2 separate regions of the Triticum aestivum genome follow, and region 1 is linked to region 2. A link is a contact called in public Hi-C data. All regions are on one chromosome and are shown on one strand. The core of a region is the stretch at or near the end of the contact, and the rest is flanking DNA. Distances in the headings are between cores, read along the strand shown.

Evidence for each region. A called contact is a pair of places that touch in the nucleus more often than the background predicts.
Region 1: a contact with region 2 is called in a Hi-C map of leaf, with 3 times the contacts expected there. The contact joins the promoter of LOC123104840 here to the enhancer-like site in region 2. A contact is called at or near these places in 4 of 5 Hi-C or Micro-C datasets (leaf and an unstated tissue) and 1 of 1 datasets of contacts at active chromatin or transcription factors (leaf).

What each region holds. Positions count from the first base shown.
Region 1 is chr5A:567,651,893-567,656,098 of IWGSC CS RefSeq v2.1, forward strand. It overlaps LOC123104840 (ervatamin-B), which reads right to left and starts at 2,060. Exons shown (of 2, transcript XM_044526748.1): 1 at 1,495-2,060; 2 at 115-874. The coding sequence starts at 2,011. The coding sequence ends at 282.
Region 2 is chr5A:567,526,964-567,531,303 of IWGSC CS RefSeq v2.1, forward strand. No RefSeq gene overlaps it. Among protein-coding and RNA genes, the nearest start is that of LOC123104838, 20 kb to the left of the region's middle. Within about 2 kb of position 2,663, at least 7 of the 8 cell types and tissues checked have an H3K27ac peak or open chromatin away from gene starts, as enhancers often do. A contact at or near this core is called in leaf, where this site is marked.

The DNA of each region.
Region 1 (4,206 bases), core at 810-3,309, 120 kb after region 2:
TTTGCACCAGTCAGGCCCACACAAAAAGTGACTTGACCTATTGGACAACCAAATCCACCAAAAAGCCTAAAAGCTCATAGAAAAATCATAAAAGTGCTGAATCCACATGAACAATTCAAGCAATTCCCATGTTTATTATTCACAAATGTTTGAATATACTCCCATTTTTACAAGCACGTATTAACTACCTTACAAGTATCGTACTTGTAACAACAAGTTGGCTAAGCTTTGGCCCCTGCTAGGGAAAGAACAATGAACCCACCACACCACACATGATCACATCACATGAACGGGAAAGATGGCCGGATGGCAATGCCGCAGATCCCCTCGGGCTTGTCTATGATGCCCTTCTTCATTCTGAGGTACCCACTATCCCCCCACTTCTCACCCCATGAGTTCTTCACGATCCAGTAACTCTCCCCAGTCACCTCGTCCTCCCCATACCCTACCACCGTGACGCCATGGTTCAGCCGCGTCCCACATGGACCATTGTACACGCCATTCCGGTAGTGCTGGAAGTTGGCTCCGCCAGCCTCGATCGACACCGCCACGGGCTGCATGACCACCGCGTTTGTCAACGATAGCTCGCTCCTCGTTGCCACACGTTGGAAGCCTGAGATGGAAGCGGCATGGTGCGAAAGCTTTGTGGTGTCACAAGTGTCGTCCTTTGCCGTGTATGGATAGTCTTCCTGGGAGGTGATGCCGCCGTTGGAGGTGATCCACTGCAGCGCACGATAGCTCACTCCACCATTGCAACCATGGTCCAACTTGTCGCAGTCCACCAGCTCTTGCTCTGAGAGCGAGGCAAGTTTCCCAGTCTGGATTTGGTAGATTCCTTCGACCACCGCTACGGTGGAGAATGCCCAACACGATCCTGTCAAAGATAATGAATTTATAACACACACAAGAACTATGAGATAAAATTTGATAGCCGCTTATATTGTCCCTCAAATCATATGATCGACCATCACAAGGTTCAAACTTTGACAAAAAAAATTGATGGTCACCGTAATATATATTTTAAAATTATAAGTGTATTTCAAATGGATTCAACTTTTCATTAAAAAACCCTTAAAATATGGTGATGTTATTCGAATCATTTCCAACAAAAATAAAAACCGGTCAGTTCGATAAGGTCTAAAAACCTTTTCTTTTTGAAATTTCAAACCCTGGACCCCACCGACAAGGAAATGCTTCTTTTTTTTTCTGCATATTAGGTGTGAATACATCCACAAGAGACCCCGCAAATTGGCCAACTGTCTAATACTATAATGCTCAGTTGACAATTAACAGTGTGTATGACAGTTAAGTAAGCAATTGTGTAATCCCTAATGATGAAGCAGCTAGCCAGGCAGCAGGAGCACATGCAAGCATGTGGATCGCAGACAGCCATGTGTTTACAGGGAGGAGGACACAATAATTGGAGACCAAGGGAAGAAATGAACGATGGATACGTGGATGGCGACGGCCCACCATCCACGTAGCGTAACGTACCGCACTGGCCTTGGTTCTTCACCGCCGTGACGGCGCCTCTCTTTCGCCAGTCAACGCTCGCCGGCGCGCCGGCCGACTCGTTCACGTACACCTGCTGCCGGCGGCCACCGGCGTCGATCGGGCCGGCGCGGGTGGTGATCATCATCATCGTCGCGTCGTCGTCGTCCGAGAGGGGCGGCGCCCGCGACGTGTACATGGCCATGAACTCGTCGCTGGTGAGGTCGGTGTAGGCGGTCTCGCCGAGCTCGTAGGTGAGCCCGGCGCCGGCGTCGTCGTTGGTGGCCTCGATGTAGCGCATGTTGTCGGCGTAGACGCGGAGGCGGTGGCGCTCTTCCTCCGGGGTGGAATAGGTCCGGTTGTGCTCCGCCTTCCATCGCCGGAATCGCTGCTCCATCGTCCGCGACGTCATCGGGTCAGTGTCCTCGGTGGCCGAGCGGGACGTGCCGGACGAGCCATGGAGGAAGACGGCCAGGAGGAGGAGGAGGCATAGGGAGCGTTTGGAGAAGGAGGAAGCCATGGCCGTGACCACGACCGTATGAATGGTTGGTGGCTGCTTATCTGATGAACGATCCATCACGCTTATATAGAGGTACAACTGCGCAACGGTTTGATGTGTGGGTACAAGAATGTCAGTCGTGCCAGTCGTGTGCGGTCATCGAGTGTCTTTTTTTTCACGCATTTGCTAAACATGAGGTACCTGAAAATTTTACTTGCGTCAAAAAGTCATTTTAGAGGACGGGTGCATTGAAATCCTATATTTTTATTAGTGCAAAATTGTTATTTTAAAGTTCCAAAAAATTTCTGAAAATAAATCAACATGTTTATATGGATGTATATTAAACATGTGCAAATTTTGATGTGCAAATAAGTAACCATGTGAGTTACATAAAAATGACTAAATCCTGATTTTGGAAAGATGAATAGTGCTTTTTATTATTTTTGTATAGCTTACATGTTTACTTATTTCATCGACAAACTTTACACATACGTATGTAGTATACATCCATATGATCATGTAGCATTCTTTTTGGATTTTTTTGGAACTTCAAATGTGATTTTTAAAGTATTTAAAATAAGATCCTCCAATACACGGGGTTCCAAAAATCCACCCACGTCAGTTCATAGCTAGCTTGGGAACACGCCGCGGGCCAACAGCTGTGTACAGTACTGAACAGTGTCAAGATAGTGTTTTCTAGCTACAGTCAACGAACAATCGATCGAGCAGCCACGCCCAATGCCATGGCCTCTGTAGCCTAGGGCCTGGCTACGCCACTGGGGTGGTAATCCGGCTGGCGGTAATCGGCGGCCTGGGACGCAAAACATCATGCGCAAGAAGAAGAAACTGAGTGTTTGTTTTCAGATATCTGGTGAATAGGTCGCCCCTTTTTTCACAAGTGAGATCAGTGAGTGAGCTATTGCTTGCTTGAGAGATTTTTGCCGAACTAGCTACTGAATTGTCAATACTGCTAAGTTTTGTCATGTTTGTGCAGACTGAAAAACAGTTATCCTGAAATATGCCACACTCAAATCATCTCTATGTCCACCATAGAGGGCAACTATAGCAATTCCTTGTAGGTTAAAAGGTGAATGGATAATTACTAACACAGATCTATATAAACTAGAGGATACCCCTCGCGTTGCTGTGGTAATTGGCTGATAAAATTTTTGGCTGATAACATGAGAATCAAAATTAAAAATACTACTCCCTCCATCCCAGAATATAAGAGAGTTTAGTACAGACGCAAGCGCTCATATATACGCGCATACATTCACCCCTATGAACGCACACACGCACATCCTACCTCTATGAGCTCCTCCGAAAGGCTGAGACGGCATATCATCTTGAGAATACAAGAGAGTTTTTGACACTACACTAGTGTCAAAAACGTTATTATATTACGGGACCGAGGGAGTACATATGACTCATTGCATTTGATTATGTATGGTTGTAACAATATCTATTGAATATCATATTTAAATGGAAAACATTTTTCCATGCACGGTTGAATATTTGTGGTGAGTCTTTTTTCATGCATGATTGCATGTTGATATGGATCTTATCCTATTTATAATTATATAGTGAGATGGCATACTTGAATGTTTAGATATAAGTTAGTTGGGATGTCTCTCTTAGGCATATAGGAGTAAACATGATAAGGGGTGGCATGTAGTCCCTTCTCGTCGAAAAGAATAATACCGGACAACACATGGACCACAAGAAGCTAATGGGCTCCAATGCTCCATATGTGACAAAGCTAGATTCAGATATGAATACTATGTGGGCCTGCTTATGGCTCGAAAAAAAATATTGATGGGCCCTTGAAAATGAGTTACTCCCCTTGCATCATCGTTGTGACCTTTCTTTCAGCTTCTTTACTAAGACATGGAAGAACATTGCAATGCAAAAAGGTGGAGATAGAGGTGATGATTTTATAGTTCTTTGGTACTCCATCCGTCCCATAATACAAGAGCATTTTTGACACTAGGTTTATCAGGAATCTTTGATGTTTATGTTTTTTCTTGTTGCTTTGAGCTCTTTTTTTAGATAAATTACTATAGTCGAGTTGTTTTCCAAAATTAATGTGAAACATGATGACAAATCAAAAAGGAAAATTGTGTTTCTCTCTTTGCAAAAGTAAACAATGGACTCAACACTGTGACATCAAAACCCAAGGAAGTAAGTATAGATTCTAATTTACTTGACAACACAAA
Region 2 (4,340 bases), core at 1,413-3,912:
ACACACGCGCACACACGTACGCACGCATGAGCGCGCGCACACACACTGCATCAAACACTTTATGTGTATCGGTGAGCAAAGACTGCCGATCGGAGCTCACCTCCACGCTTCCCCGACGTACTCACTGCCCCTCCCAACTGAGGCGACTTTGCGTGACAGAGGGGTCGACTGCTTCTTCCAGTCACGCACGTCCAAAGAGGAGAGAGCTTGTTGCGGCTCTATTGAAATATATTGCCTGGCTCTCTCCATCAGTTCAGACTTTTGTGGCACCCCGGCTCAGAGAAACCGGAACGCCCCGTATTCCAGCCCAGAGATCTGGAATACGACACTGCTTGACATAGAACAAATCAGCTCTTATTACAAGAATAATAATACAAGGGTCTGATGTTACAAAGAGGCACATCAGTACGGTGACACTACGCCTGCGATACTATACTTGCTCTATGCTAGCAGCAGAACAACTCGTAGCAGCGGAATACTTCTAGCAGCGGAACAACGACGAAGGTGGTGAACTCCACTCCGCAGGGACTCTGGCTGGGACATGATCTAGCTCGCACGCACGGCAACCATCGACAAGCAATCAAGCAATCATGGGATCACTTGCAATCTGGCATGACACGCCAAGTCAGTACATTGAATGTACTTGCAAGTTCACAACAACCATAAACATCAAGGCAAGACAATAACATAGCATTTAAAAGGTTAATTAAATTAACAACTATCATGATGAAGCAACTACTAAGCATGGTATGAAACTAATACAATACTAATAAATCACTATCTCAGATCTCCATAACCATATCACTCTTGGCTAACCGGCCAAGCAATATACCATCTCGATCACCTCGTGATCCAAACCAAACGGTGATCTTTCCGGTGATCACAACCATGACCAACACTTGGGCTCAAACAGTGATCTTTCCGGCTATTACTACCATGACCAACACTTGGTCTCCAACATCATCATCAACATCCTGCCAATCTGTACTGCTCAACATATCAACATATAAATATATCACCTATAAGTCATTCCGTCATGTGAGTGTTGACCGAACGGTGTGACCTAGTATGAACCCATGCCCATGACCGAGAACATGGCTAACGATAGATTTAAATATACTCTGCAGAGGTAGCACACTTTACCCACACCACGGAACCCATGGCCTCGCACTCCCATTCGGGTGGACCAACGGCATTCTGACAAAACCGATCTACTGCCATGACACTCTCCCGGCCACTCCGACCAACACCCCTTTTGGGTTCAGTCCTGGGTGGCCCATGCCTACCAAAGGTGTTACGGCCACCGTCGTGGCAAAAACGGTCCCAAACAGGGACAAAGCGCGCAAAACAACTCGGGCTCACAAGGTTCATGTCCGCCTACCTGATCAGGGTAGCGCGTGCCCATAACCTTCCCTATGTTGGAGGCACCGGCGAGAGGCACGACAATAGACCGCATTAGGGCCTTCCCATAAAGGCAAATGTGGTTGCATTGGAAAAGCCCGGTTCGATGGCACCTGACCAACTTAATGACGAAATTTATCCCCAAAATATAACTGTGATAACTGCTACTCCGATATCAACTATCAAACTATAATCCAAGTCATAGCAATATCCAACAAATCATTTGAGCATAATATCATCATACCAAAATACTCCGAGAACAACATAACACTACTATCATGATGAATCCAATAACGATAAAACTACTACTCAAATGTCAAGAACTAATTATCCAACTATGATCCACATGCAAGCATCACCTCCAACATCATACTCCAAAACATAATATCATCTAGCATCATGATGAAAATAACTCTAGCCACTAATAATCCAAAGGCAACATGATATCCAAAGTAATACTTCAAAATAATACCAGATACCATCATGAAAACAATCATAATAGCCACTAAGAATCCAAAGGCACATGTCATCCACATACTCATCAAAATGTATGTCCTAGAACTCCAAGCAATATCATGGCAATAGCAAGATCAAAACAATACTCTGAAATATGCCATGAACAAATCACAAGTAGCTAGAACAATATTTTAAACAAGTTTAAATAAAGAAACCATGTCACTGCATTGCAATCATGCAAATGGAGGGTGTGGCTTGCCTGGGGTGGAAGAAATCACTGGGAAGAAGTGCGAGAAGCTAGCGGAAAGAGTTGCCGGAAAACGTTCTCTCTCAGAGGGGGCTGATTAAGTGCAAGGGAAAAATGGTCAATTTCAGAATGTTGAAACATAATGAAAATGATACCAACAGAACGGACTCGACGAGACGAAGAAGTGGGCGTTGGATTCACCTCATTTGGAGTTGGGAATAAAAAGATATAGTTGTTTTTGTGCCAGGGACCCATCTATAAAGAAATATTTTTCAGCCTGGGCTTAAACAGAAAAACTGAAAGCGCCTACAGCTGAAATACGTTTCTAGAAACGGGAAATGTATTTTCAGTCGCAGTTAACCAAAGTACGCTTTTTGTATAGGAAAACGTATTCCAGAGGATACGTGTCCACTTATCTGACTAGGCAGAGGCGGGACCGGGCGCGTGGTCGCTGACGGGCGGGTCCCACGGGCTGTGGGGCCCGTCACTTATCCAGCTAGGCAGGCGGGGTCAATGTGTACCCGCCGACAGGTGGGGCCGCGTGGAGATGGGGCCTGCCTGGCCTGGCTCCTTCTTCCTCCTCCCGCTCGCCCGCGATGCACAGACGAGACTGGCGGCCTGACGCGGATTCCCGACGACTCCGGCCACCTCTCGCGGCGTGCGACCTACCGGAGTGATCAGCGCGATGGGGCGGATCCATCCAGGCAAGATAGAGTCGCGGGGAAGGGCTCGGCTGAGCGGGCGGCCAGCCGCGGCGAACGGCGATCTTTGGCCGGCAGCGAGCTCATGGCAGAAGGCCACCGGAGGGGAGGGAGAGCACGGGGGCGAAGTCTAGGTGGAGGAGGAGTCTACTGGTGGTGTAAAGAGAGGGTGAGGGGCACTGCCCAGCTCGAATTTGAGCGGAGCCGAACGACGGCCATGGTGCCAATGGAGGTCGAGGAGGGGTTCTGGTGCTCAGGGAAGGGGCTAGGAGGACTAGGAGAGAGGAGTGAGGCTGCTGGTGTGGTCGAGGGAGCTCGGAGTTGGCTTATATAGCCGCGGGACGAGGTATCGCGCTAGCGTCGCCGCAGACGCGTGTTCGGCGCCGCGGACGCGTGCCCGCGCTTGCGAGCTCGGAGGCAGGCGACGAGGGAGGCATAGAGGAGAGCTCACAAGGAGGAGGAGGCCAAAGGAGAAGTAGAGGAAGAAGCCGAGCGCCATAAAAGCTCGATCGGCCACAGTGCACCCGTGGGCGCGCGGCGACTTGCGTTGGTGAGGAAGCAGACCGAGGGGGAGAGGGGTCCAGGAGAACGGCGACGACGAGGGGAAGCTAGGGGAAATTCCCGTGCTTGCTGAGACGCCGAGCAGAGGAGGGGCCCGAGCAAGAAGCCATTCTGGACGCGGCCAACGGTAGCAGAGCACGCGCACAGGCTTGCCATTAATGCGGTCACCGCGTGCACTGGCATGTAGTGGGGGAGATGGGCTGTAAAATGTTGTCTACGGGTAAGTTCATCCAGGGTAGGTCTCAACTATGGTGGTAGATCAGTTAAAAGAGCTATGGTTAAAAGGTAATCACCCTCTGAAGTTTACTGCAGTAAACTTGGGTGAACACTGGTGATCAACAGGTATTTTACTGGCGCCAAAGAGTTTGTCTGGGGTGATTAACTAAGGAAGGACTATGATCCTGGAGGTTTTGAGGCATAATGGAGCACAAACTAACATAGTTGCTTTGTAACTCACATTATGTGTCCAGAATCAATATTTGGATGATGCACTTACATGGAGTAACCACTTGAGGTCAAACTTGGCAGGGCTTAGTGATTTGGCTAGATAAAGGCGCTGTAAAAATTTCATACCAAATAGATTTACCAAAATGGTACTTCCTTCACGACTATCTTCACTGGCCAGAATCTTGCAAGAATTTTAGAGAAATATTGGCTAGGTGAACTGGTGCCAAATTTGGTGTAGAGAAGTTATTTGGGTAGGAGAATGCTCTGGTAAATTTTCAGGCAAAATGAAGCAATATAAAATATACTTGCTTCACAACCTGAAAAATATTGACAGTATCAAAGATTTGATGTTGAGCTCACATAGATCAAGGGATGGAGCTGAAATTTGGAGTAGAGCAATTATATGAGCACATTAAGGAGTGTGCAAAATTTCAACTCATTTGGATAATCCTAGCTAGCACTTCCTTCACAAAGGCTTCCCTTAGACAGGATCTTTGAAAAATCACCGAGGAAGTTTGGCTAGGAAA